Linked DNA regions of Mus musculus: region 1 is linked to region 2. The links are chromatin contacts, called in public promoter capture Hi-C maps. All regions are on one chromosome and are shown on one strand. Each heading gives the region's core, a stretch centred on a gene start, on an enhancer-like site or on the middle of the called end of the contact. The rest is flanking DNA. Distances are from core to core; before and after follow the strand shown.

What was found. Capture Hi-C pulls out chosen DNA fragments and counts their contacts.
Region 1: a contact with region 2 is called in a promoter capture Hi-C map of adipose tissue, with 2.3 times the contacts expected there. The contact joins the promoter of Vps35 here to the promoter of Elmod2 in region 2. A contact is called at or near these places in 1 of 39 promoter capture datasets (pre-B cells), 1 of 484 Hi-C or Micro-C datasets (CD4 T cells) and 1 of 9 other capture datasets (adipose tissue).

Annotation. Positions count from the first base shown.
Region 1 is chr8:85,297,977-85,304,173 of GRCm38.p6, forward strand. It overlaps Vps35 (VPS35 retromer complex component), which reads right to left and starts at 1,541. Exons shown (of 17, transcript NM_022997.5): 1 at 1,479-1,541. The coding sequence starts at 1,481. Orc6 (origin recognition complex, subunit 6) reads left to right here and starts at 1,656. Exons shown (of 7, transcript NM_019716.2): 1 at 1,656-2,016; 2 at 3,133-3,262; 3 at 4,820-4,983; 4 at 5,386-5,475. The coding sequence starts at 1,952.
Region 2 is chr8:83,329,820-83,336,143 of GRCm38.p6, forward strand. Elmod2 (ELMO/CED-12 domain containing 2) reads right to left here and starts at 2,667. Exons shown (of 9, transcript NM_178736.5): 1 at 2,531-2,667; 2 at 1,292-1,439. The coding sequence starts at 1,433. It overlaps Gm32327 (predicted gene, 32327), which reads left to right and starts at 2,800. Exons shown (of 2, transcript NR_168721.1): 1 at 2,800-3,231.

The sequences.
Region 1 (6,197 bases), core at 291-2,790, 2.0 Mb after region 2:
GCTGGACTCAGGATTTTTAGGAGTACAGTACCAGTGATATCAACACTTGCTTCCAGATGCAAAAGTGAGACTTAAAGGCTAACTACCTACTCAAATCATAAAATTGCCTATGACAGAACTGATACCCAGGTTCCATTTTCCAATAAAATTCACAGGGAAAACTGGTCCAATCTGGTTCCCCAGGCACATAAATATAATTTATAGTGTATCCTCAAATGCTTTGTATTATAAAACACTATGTCAACCAGTAAGTGTTGAAAAACAAAAAAGTTAAACTTCACACCAGTCATGTGCCAAATCTCAATTGTACAAAGTTCCGAGGGGGGAAAACATCTTGTAAGGCAATATATTATATTAAATATACATCAAATATTTATCAAATTACGGGAACAAACGCTCAGAACTCAGCCAGCCAGAACCAAAGATGACATAAATACCAAGCTGATCGGAGTCTAGCAAGATCATCATAAAGGTCCATTCCAAAAAAAAGGAAAAAAAAAATCAACAAAAAGATTTAATGCTGGTTTTTCCTATTAACACACTTAAAGTGAAGTATGTGCAGTGGCACATAGAATTATCAATACAAAGAATGAATATTGAAATTAAAAAAAAAGGACATAAGCATAGCACATCCAAAACCACTACCTGTTCATACTACAGCAAATGCTCGTATAACGCAAGTGACAACTTGCCCTGTGGAAAACAGGATCCGAATTTTGCGGAAGTTCCTGTTTATAAGGCTAGTGCCACAAAGCATCACGACATGCTATCGTCGCGGAGAAACCTTTGAATGACTGCTTCCAGCAAGTGAGTTAGAATCCTCAGAGAGCAAATGCGAAACGGAGACCTGTCTCCTATCTGATGGTTGGGCTCAATGAAAAGAAAGCAGGAGTCCTTCGGGAAACTCACGTGAGCAGGTCCCTAGAATTCGCTGACAGGCGCTGCAAGATGAAGGGGGCTCTGCGGCCACGGAAGGCCGGGAGACCACTGCGCCCCCCCCCCAAGGATATTTCCAGCAGAGAAAAGGCAATGGGACCCCCGAGGACAGCTGAGTACAAAGCTGGAAATGCACCATCTGGGCGCGACCCAGCTACGGCGCCAGCTCAGAAGCTCGGGGGCTCCTCACTGTCCCAACTCCGCACAGACCCGGGAGTCCGACTCTCAGAGGGAAGGTGGCCGTTCCGTACAAGAGTCTGACGCAGGCCTCCACCGACACCCAGAACCTGCAGCCCGCGACACCCCTAAGGGAGGCTCCTGGTCTCGGGGTAACGACCAAATTCTGCGCCACCGCCCACCGCAGCCCACCGCAGCCTAACGCGGCCTTCCTCAGCCCGTGCCAAGCCCGCAGGCCCAGCCTGGACCGGACCGGCCTCGATCGAAATGCAGGGCCTCCTACTCCGCCAGCAAGGCTCCTGTCCGCCGAAGGAAAACGTGGACTGCGACTCGGCAACCCAGGCCCACCGCTTCCCCTCACTCACCATGGCGACTCCGGGGACCACAAGCAGCAGCGCCTACCCCGCCGGAGCCGCCCGCCGTCAGGTGACCGAGCCTTGCGAGCCCCGCCCTCTCTAGCCCCGCCCTTGGATAGAAGCGGCTTTTCGATTGGCCCACTTAAAATCTCGCGTAGTTTGGGGAGAATGGGCAGCCGGCGGTGTATAGTGGACGGGGCGGGGCGAGAATAGTACAACGCTGCGGCGAACTAGGGACAGCAGGAAGGGAAGCCTTAGTTAAGGAGATCCGCGGCCGAGGAAGGGCAGCGAGAGAACCTTCTGCGCGTCCACTTCGCCTGGGCCCGCGCCTCATCGTGTGCACATGCGTAGAAGGATGACCAGGATTGGTGTGTGGAACGGTCTCAACCTCTGGTCGCAACCAATCTGGACGCGCCGGGGGTGGGTCTTAACCCTCTGACAATCTGCGCGCGCATTGCTCTTGGCGCGCATTTCTTCCAGCGATGGAGTCGGAGCTGGTACGCCGCCTCGCCCCGCGTCTCGGCCTTGCGGAGCCGAGTGTACTGAGGTGAGTGTGGCCGTGTGTGCGGGTAGACGTCCCAGACTGCGGCCCTGGGTCCTCCCAAGGCAGCGTCGGATGAGGGACTGGCGATGAGGGAATGACCGCACACTGGTCTGGGCGAGACTCGGGCCCAACATCAAGAAAAACTGTTGTTGGCTTGTAGAAGATGGTTTGAGAGGACGTATATAGTCGTCCTTGAAGCACTCTAGCTCTGTTGGATACACTGTGGTCGGAAAAGCCGGGGAGGACCTCTTGTCATTCCTTCAGACTCGATAATCTTGATAAGCCAGCCTTGCAGGGCAGACCCTGTGCAAATCACTATAGATGGCAAGAGAAAGGTAGATTATGGTACAGAGTGAAGAGCTGAAGTGATGAGCAGGGCGTAAGAATTCCAGAAAAGGCCGGGCGTGGTGGCGCACGCCTTTAATCCCAGCACTTGGGAGGCAGAGGCAGGCGGATTTCTAAGTTCGAGGCGAGCCTGGTCTACAAAGTGAGTTCCAGGACAGCCAGAGCTATACAGAGAAACCCTGTATCGAAAAATCGAAAAAAAAAAATTCCAGAAAGGGCCCAGTGGCGTTGGGGCTGATTTATTAAATAGTGGCACGCATGGGAAAATATGGTAAGAGTGGCCCAAATAGCTTCCATTTTCCGAAGCCCTTGAGATTAGGAGGGTCATTGTAGGATCTGTCTTAGGAAATAAAGCTACAGCAGGCAAGTGTGTAGAAAGTTCGTAGGTCTATTCCCAGGGCTACTGACCGGAAATACAATGGGACCCAGAACTATTTTCACAAGCCGCCGAAACTGAGACCCAATCAGTCATTAAGGAAGAGAAAGGGATTTAATTTACTCTAATCTGCCTGAACCAATTCTTTATACTTGTTGAAATAATGTAAGAAGGAAAGGTAATGTCCAAGGAACACGCTTGGACACAGCTAAGTCTGGAGTCATTTTGGTTCTATGTAAAGAACTTCCACCTCTCCAAAGGATGTGCTTTCTAGGCCCCAAATGAACTTGCACAGTAGTTAGGTGGTGTGCAAGTCCACCATGCTGAATTCAGTTCTTTGCCTAAGTGTTGACAAAGTTCTGCAGCAGTTTTAGTGACCATACTGCCTTTATAACCAGGAAAGCAGAGGAGTTCCTGCGGCTGTCTAAGGTGAAGTGTGTCAGTCTGTCTGCACGTAGCTCAGAAACCAGCAATGCTGTCATATGCCTGGACCTTGCAGCTTCCTGTAGGAAGTGCCCCTTGGATAGAGTAAGTTGGCTCCAAAGGACATTTGAGTGATCTGATGTGACCCTGAGGTTTCTTTGTTTTAATCTTCTTGTTGGCGGCTCCGTTTCTTTTTTATTATTACGGTTATATGTAAGTACACTGTAGCTGTCCTCAGACACTCCAGAAGAGGGCGTCAGATCTCATTATGTTTGGTTGTGAGTCACCATGTGATCGCTGGGATTTGAACTCAGGTCCTTCGGAAGAGCAATCACAGGAGAGAGTTTTTAATCAACTTCAAGGGTACGATCTATCCTGACACAGAAATCAAAGCAACTTGAAGAATCTACATGGCACCTACAGTCATGAAGCAGAAATCAAGTAATCTTTGTACCCAATTCAGTTTCTCCTTTTTTTTTGTACATATAGGATCCCATTGCAGGAGATTTTGCCATCAGAAATGGTCTGTCCACCTCAGTTAATCTAATGGGCACAATCTCCCCTAGGCATGCCCAGTGGCTCTTTTTCCAAGTGAGTCTAGATCTCATCAAGTTAACAGTTGAGAGTAACTCTCACAGTTTGTCCAAATCTTTAATGTTTAAAATTAGAGTCAGGAAGAGTCACATGTTGAAACCAAATGTCAGTATTATTTACAAGATCCATGAACTGCTAGTTTCTTCATCCATCAAATAAGAATAAAAACCGTCTTTTACTGGATTATTATTCTGACTAAAGAAGGTATCTATCTTCTTTATGTAGTAGATGTACACAGTACTTGTGTCATAATGGATGTATTTATTCATTAAAGCTCTGTTAACTTTTCTGTTGCTATCTAACTCTTCAGTCTCTTTTACCCTGGCCTCAAGCTATGATACACACTTTGTGAGTCATAGTTTTGTAAAGGAAACACTTTTCCACCCTGGAATGCTTTGTTGCCAAGTTCCTTTCTGTCCTAACGTGACTCTGCTTTGTTGTATATCTTTTATAAAGCTCTCCATGATTTCCCAAGATAGACTTGGCTCCCTACAGTGGTGGATTATCCTGTTCTTCCCTTCCAGATATACACTTTCCTCACCCTACACCCAGTACTTCCTTTAATTTTCCTAGTGGTTTGTTTTGTGCAGCTGAGACAAGCTATACTATTTAGTCGTTTTTAAATTATTTGTAAGTGCTCTTGCTCCTCTCTCTCTCTTGCTAGTCCCTTCCTGCTCCTGCCCTCTCCCTATTCCCTTCCCCTCTCTCCACATGCTTATGGCTGGCCTCTACTCTTCTACTTCTCTACTCTCCCTCTCTGTTTCTACTACCCTCTTAACTCCCCTTCCCATACCCTGAATAAACTCTATTCTATACTAAAAAAATATTATTTGTAAGTATGCATAATTGTACCTTTCTATAATACGAATTCTTTGAAATAGTCTGCTCTTAAAGTGATTGAAACGTTTTGGGTTAAATAAAATTAGTATATAATTAATATCACAGACTGGAGAGGTGGCTCAGCCATTAAAGGCTAGGCTCAAAACCAAAAGCATAATTAATATACCTCTTAATAAATATTTAAGAAGAATAATACTGAATTTAAAATGTGTGTTTTTCTTTTCAAAGGCATATTTAATTAGGCTCTCTGGTTTGAACAAGATGGTGTATCAGAGCTGTCTTAAATCTTTTGAGTGTTTACTAGGATTAAATTCAAATGTTGGAATCAGAGACCTAGCTGTACAGTTCAGCTGTACAGAAGCAGTGAACTTGGCTGCAGAGATACTGCAGAGGTATGTATAATTTTATAATACTTACTCTATGTGTATAAGTGTTCGCCTGCATGTATGTATGTGCACCCCATGCATGCCTGCTGCTCTCAGGTCAATAGAGAGCATCAGGTCCCATGGACTGGAGTTAGAAATGGGTGTGAGTTACCATGTGGATGCTGGGAAGTGAGCCCAGGTGCTCTCTAAAAGCAGAAGTGTTCTTAACTGCTGAACCATCTCTCCAGCTCCTAAATAAATACTAAAAACGTTGTTAGAAGCACAGTCAGCGAACAAATGCTAACAATAGGTCAGGACAATTTAAGTTAGGGGCCAAATTTTGTTTTGTTTTCTCAATTGTTATTGCATTTTCAGTCCCTTTAAGATATTTTCCTGACAAATAATTTCACAAACATTGCTGTCTCCTAGCTACGAGTCTGGTCTTCCTGAAACACAGCGAGCAGATCTTGACTTGTCCAGGCCACTTTTCACCACTGCCGCACTACTCTCAGCATGCAAGTAAGAGTTCTTGGGCATTACTTTATTGTGCTGGGTTTGCTTGTTTGTTTTTGCTTTGAGAGAGTTTTATGTGTAGTCCATGCTGGCCTGGAAGTCACTATGTATCATAAGCCAGCCTTAAACTCATGATGATCCTCCTGCTTCAGACTCCCAGATGCTGAGATTTCAAATGTGTGTGACTCAACACCCAGCTAGTGTAAGTGTTCTTTCACCATCCGGAAATGTTGCCAATATGAGCTTCTCATCCTCAGAGAACACTTGTCATTCGTTCTCCTCGGCTCAGCACAGTTTGCACTGTAGCCCTGGAACACTACGGTTGTGGCCTGGTAATGAGACTCTTGGCTTGGCTGATAATAGAGCTGCCAACTTCAAACGAGTGTTCAAGATGTTTACTTGCCATGTGGCACCCATGTCTGTAAACAAGGTATTCTCCTTTCAGACCCTACTTTTACTAAGTGTAAGTTGTAAATCTGTCAGGACAGTGATCGTGTTTGATTTTCCAGGCATATTGTTTAAAAAGAACTGAAAAACATTTCTAAAATAAATTCTTACATTTAAATCACCAAAATACTTAGTTATTAGTATACATACTGAATTATTCCATGAAATACTAATTTTTTATATCTTTGAAGTTGTTATTTTACTTTTTTTTTTTGGGTTTGTTTTTTTGTTTTTGTTTTTTGGGGTTTTTTTTGTTTGTTTGTTTTTTCGAGACAGGGTTT
Region 2 (6,324 bases), core at 1,417-3,916:
GTGTGTGTGTGTGCAGAATTGTGCTTTATGCCTCATTCAGCCACAAGACACTCTGCCATTCTTCCTTGTCATCCTGGGTACAGGGTCTGCTGTCCACACCTCACTCCCTTGGACGTAAAGAGCATCAATTCCTTATTCAAGGCATTTTTGATCAACACAAAATAGGAGCTGGTTAATTCTTGACTTTCTACTTAACACAGCATCATGAGCTGTGGCTCCGCCCAGGTCTCTCTTACCATTTCTACAGTAACTTCAAACCACATTTCTCAGCCATCTGAGTTTGAAGTCAGAACAACATTTTCAATTAAACACTGAAAAACTGTCATTTGACAGAAATATAACACAAGCCAAATTGAGCCCCATGTATACCATAGACATTTCCACAGCTATATTAAAACAAAATACATGCAATTTTTATTGCTCTAACAACTTATATTATCACTTGACTGTATTACAAATACAATTATCATACATCTTTACACATTTTTTCATATAAGTCTTTGAAATCCAGTGGGTATCTTACAGGTAAAGCACAACTCAATTAACATCATGCAGACTTCAAGTGCTCAGAACCATGTGGCCATCACTGTGAGCCTGGACCAAGTAGGTTCTAAAAGTCTTTCCTAGGACCAATGAGTAATCTGTCCATTCAGAAATAAGAGTCAAAAGTGAGAAGACTGATTATTGAGGCCTCAAAGTAGGAAAACAGATAACTGACTCTTCAATCTTTTTTTTAATTAGGTATTTTCTTCATTTACATTTCCAGTACTATCCCAAAAGTCCCCCATGCCCTCCCCCCTCACCCCCCCCCCACACTTCTTGGCCCTGACGTTCCCCTGTACTGAGGCATATAAAGTTTGCACGACCAATGGGCCTCTCTTTCCACTGATGGTCGACTAGGCCATCTTCTGATTCATATGCAGCTAGAGACACGAGCTCCAGGGGGTACTCTTCAATCTTTACCTCATACATTTGTGTAAAAATTTCAAATGGAAGAGAGAATAATTTTCTAGTAAACAATTGAAAATATAATCTGAATAATAACTGATACATTTTTAAGACACCCAAAAGGCTCGTTTTTTGGATACATATGGGATGTTTTAGGAAGTTTCTTTTTATATATTCAGTGCTCAATTCAATAGTCAGTAGTAGAATGAAAAGAACTTAAAGACCACAAAGCTTAAGAAACTCAGCTGCAGTGACTCGCTCAAATCAAACTCCCATGGGGTGAGCAGAAGAATTCAGTTAGGTTATAATTAATGTTGAATTTTCTTTATTTTGAAGGTATTACCTATTCTGTAGGTCCTCTGTGCCCCTCCATAGGTGTCAAAAATTCGCTGCAATTCACATTTCCCAGTCATCTGCCGTAAGAGCCATTTCATCCAAAATCGGAAAAAGTGTCCATAGAAAAACTCCCACAGAGACACGAACATGTTTCCCTGGAAAGAGGATATAAACACACAAGCTTAACGGTCTCAAACTGGAATTATAAAACTGAAAAAGAAATTAAGTTGATCCAACTCCCCAAATGATAATGAAATATATTATTCCATTGTGTCTATTTTGTGAGTGTTTAATTCATCAGGCAAGGAAATAACATACAACAGCTTAAATAATGATTTGCCAAATGGTCACTTGAAAAAAAAATGTAAAAAGTAGCCAAATAACTGGCCAAATTATTTAATCGCTAAAAAGAATAACCACATTTCATTTTTGCCAAATATTATATTTAATATTTTGGATTCATACTTCCGTTTTTCATCCCTTGAAACTTGGAACAAAGAAGTTCAAGAATAAAAGGACCAACCGAGCAACAATTTCAAATCTACCACACATCAGATGTGGCTTCCCAAAAAATGAGCTCTTCTCAGCCTTGGTTGAGAGCGCGCCCAGCTGTCCCTGTCAGCTGACTCCGACAAATGAAAACACTACAAGTGGCTTACAAACTGAAGCATACAGGTTGGGAAACCGAGCAGATGGCATCCTGACGAATTCATCATTGTTCTAGTCAGTAGGTGAAGGGCAGAGACACCAAGAGGTTAAAAAACAAAAAACCCCACAAAATCTATACACTTGATATAACTGATCTTGCAATAAAACTCTTTTCGGGTGCTAAACGAAGGGGAGGAGGGATACCGGGAACTCCAGCCCTGGGATTCGCAGACACACCCTCTCTGCGCCCGGGCCCGAGGAGCTGTCAAATTCGAAATCCCCGCAAGGCAAGGCACCAGGTGTCGGTGCCAGACACGCGGATCAGGATCTTTAAAATGAGTCATCCCGTCGGCGCTTGTCGGGACGAAGCGGGCAGAAGTGCCAGGCGCAGGCAGGCCGTCCCGCCGAGCCCCAGGGCCTCGGGAAACCGAGTGCGAGCCCCGTGGGCACCGCGCCGTCCCGCCCCTCTCGCGCGCGGGAACGCTGCACAAAGCCCCGACGGCCCCCGCACCCTGCGGGTTATCCGCGGGACGCCAGCGAGGCTTGCGCAGCCGCACGCCAGCAACTCAGAGTGAGAGAAAAATAAAACAGCAGCCACCTCACAGGAGCGGAAGAACTAGGGGGAAGCTGGCACTGCCTCGGTTTCCCCAGCTGCAAACACCGGCAACGGAAACGACGCTCTACGTGGAGCGCTCCCTGCGAACACCGCGACCCGGAAGTCCGCACGGAGGCTGCGGGGGCGGGGTGTCTCTTGGCTCCGCGCCCCGCCTCTTCGTCTTCTTCCGATTGGCTCGCTCTCAGCCTATCGCCGGCGCGGAAGGAGGGGCCCGCGGGCAGGCGCGCCAGACGCTGGACGGTTCCCATGGCAACGGCGGCGGCCGCACTCCCAGCCCAGCGCCAACGAGTTCCCTGTGGACTCGGCCTGGGAACTTTGCTCTGGGCTTTCCGGGACTCTTCCACCGCGGGCGTGACCACAGCACTTTCACTTACATTTCCTAATCTGCGAAGTGATTATTTCCCATCTTTATGAGGCACAAAGGAAACTTGGGTCGAAGGCACTTTATGGATGACGCAAAAGAACTTGCGTGACTAAGTGTGTGCAATGAGAAGTTGCGAGTTTTTCCTCTGAAAACAAACATGGAACACTTAATTCATCAAACGTTCATTTCTTAACATCGTTTCTACTGGAGGAATAATCTGTGCCTTTTTTTTAAACCTCAAAAGTATGGTTTTTATGTGCTAGGTGGTCTTCTACAAGGGACTCGCACGCCAAACCAACCAGCAAAAGCATAGTATCAGGTGAAGCTGCCTAACAAAGTTATTAAGGGGATTAGGGAGTAGGGGAAGGGATCATTACATACAGCGGAATCAGCAAAGTAAGGATAAGCGTTACTAGAGGAGATGAGGGAGTGTGCTGGGCCAGCTTCAGGAGGAAGACTGATCCACAGGACAGTAAATGTAGAAGTCCTGGGTTAGGAATGTATTACAAAAGGCTGATGGCACAATAATGGGGTTGGTGGGTTGGATAAGAAAGAGCCAAGTGGAGAGAAGGCTAAATATAAAAGAAGTTAAAAATGAAACAAAAGAAATTCCTGAATTGGGCACGCTCATGCATGCCTGTAATTACATGCCAGCTGGAGGGTGATGTGGGCAGGGAGATCTGCAGTTCAAGGCTACTTAAGGATCTGCCTAAAAAAGTAGATAGATAGATAGATAGATAGATAGATAGATAGATAGATAGATAGATAGATAGACAGACAGACAGACAGTTTAGCCTCCTACCCAAACAAGATTCCTGGCTCCTTGGTCCCCTTGTCAGGACCAACCACTATTAGTTCCTTATACTTCCAAAAATATTCAAGCCAGTGTCTTGTCTATGCCCCATCCATCTCCGTGTTAGGTCTGATTAAGTGCGCAGTACATGCCTTTCCAATTTTTCTTTTTTTCAAGACAGGGTTTCTCTGTGTAGCCCTGGCTGTCCTGTCACTTTGTAGACCAGGCTGGCCTCGAACTCAGAAATCCACCTGACTCTGCCTCCTGAGTGCTGGGATTAAAGGCATGCACCACCACGCCCGGCATGCCTTTCCATTTTAAAGGTAGATTCTTCTTGTAGAGCATAAACCTATGAAGGGCAGACAAGCCACCACCTTTGCCCCATGGGAGTGAAATATTTCGTGGAGACCATCTCTCTCCCTGTCTCCAGTCAAGTTCTTGTCCCGCCCTCCTCTAAGAATGGAGTGGTCAGACAACAAAGACGTGTTATTGACACTCTGGGATTAACAGCCTTTACAAGATAAAAACTAGTTTAAACAGATTGCCATGTAGGATTTTACTATTCAGAGCCATTTGAACTCTCAGTTCCTGAAAGCATACAGCTCTAGCAGGTCACTGGACCAGCATGGTGGCCAAGCTGGGACTCAAGGCTCTGAAGCTGCAAGTCTGGAAGTCTACATCAGAGTAGGTATCACAGCAGTGGGTCTTGGAGTCAGGAAGCAGCTGCAGAGACAATTCCCTTCTTAGCCAGACTGCAAACTCTTGGAGAAATGAACCCTCTGCCTCAGCTGCTGGCCATATCCTGGAGCAGCCTCAGGTGAGCTCCCTGCCCAGAGTAGAAGGACCAGGGAGCCTCCAGTCAAATCCATCCCCCGGGAGTGTTGGAGGCAGCCTTTCTTCTATATGCTCCTGCAGTAAGCTGTTCTGTTTCTATAGCTTTGAGTATCCAAATTTATAGGTTACCAAGCAGGCCCTGATTGGCAAATCTTGAAAATGGGTATGTCCTGAAAGTGGAAGAATTAGAATTTAGGATCAATCAAGGAAGAGTTATCAAATCTAATGGGGTAGGGGTAAACCCAGAGACCAGCAAAAGTTCTCAGTCAAGTACACAGCTCTCTGTTAGAGTAGGAAAATGTAAAAGAAATCTCTTGGCCAGCCACACACCATCTTTGGCGCGAACCCAGCAGAGGGTCCCAAGGTCCCTAGAGGACTCTCCACGATGCAGGCCCCCTAGCACACCAAGGGCCTCAGGATCACTAGTGAGTAGAATGCAAAATCAATTTCAAAGAATCCTGGAGGGTCTTGTGCCAGCAGGAACAGGGACAAAGGAACCCTGCCCTACCAGAGGATGGAATTCTTTCCTGTCAGAGCCAGCTGCGCACCATCTTCAGCGTGAACCCAGTACAGGGTGCCAAGGTCCCCAGAGGACTCTACACCTGGGACTTTGGGATCACTGGAGGCAGAGTTGAGACCCAGACCCCTGGGCACCTTCCTTGCCAGAGGAGAGTCCCGCCTCCAGGGAGGGCTCTAACCCCAGGACACAGGAGGTGGATCAGAGCTCCAGACTTCTGAACACCTTCCCTGGAAGAGGAGAGCTTGCCTGCAGAGAGTGCTCTGACCACTGGGATTCAGGTGAGAGTTGGGCTCCCAGGAGTGCTGACAGAGGCTAACAGAATCACAGGAGGAACAAGCTCCAGAACCAGAACATCCACAACATCATCAGAACCCAGAACACCCACAACAGCGAGTCCTCAATACCCTAACACACCCGAAAAGCAAGACTCGGATTTAAAATCATATCTCATGATGCTGGTAGAGGATTTTAAGAAAGGCATTAAACACTCACTTAAATACAGGAGAACACTGCTAAACAAGTAGAAGTCCTTAAAGAATTATAGGAAAACACTGCTAAACAGGTAGAAGTCCTTAAAGAGGAAAAACAAAAATCCCTTAAAGAATTACAGGAAAACACAACCAAACAGGTAATGGAATTGAACAAAACCATCCAAGATCTAAAAATGGAAGTAGAAACAATAAAGAAAACCCAAAGGGAAACAACTCTGGAGATAGAAATCCTGGGAAAGAAATCAAGAAACATAGATGCAAGCATCAGTAACAGAATACAAGAGATGGAAGAGAGAATCTCAGGTGCAGAAGACTCCATAGAAAACATGGACACATTTGACAAGATCCAACACCCATTCATGATAAAAGTCTTGGAAAGATCAGGAATTCAAGGCCCATACCTAAAATTGATAAAAGCAATCCAGTAGCCAACATCAAAGTAAATGGTGAGAAGCTGGAAGCAATCCCACTAAAATCAGGGACTAGACAAGGCTGCCCACTTTCTCCCTACCTATTCAACATAGTACTTGAAGTATTAGCCAGAGCAATTCGACAACAAAAGGAGATCAAGGGGATACAAATTGGAAAAGAGGAAGTCAAAATATCACTTTTTGCAGATGATATGATAGTATATATAAGTGACCCTAAAAATTCCACCAGAGAACTCCAGCTTCGGTGAAGTAGCTGGATATAAAATTAACTCAAACAAGTCAATGGCCTTTCTCTACACAAAGAATAAACAGGCTGAGAAAGAAATTAGGGAAACAACACCCT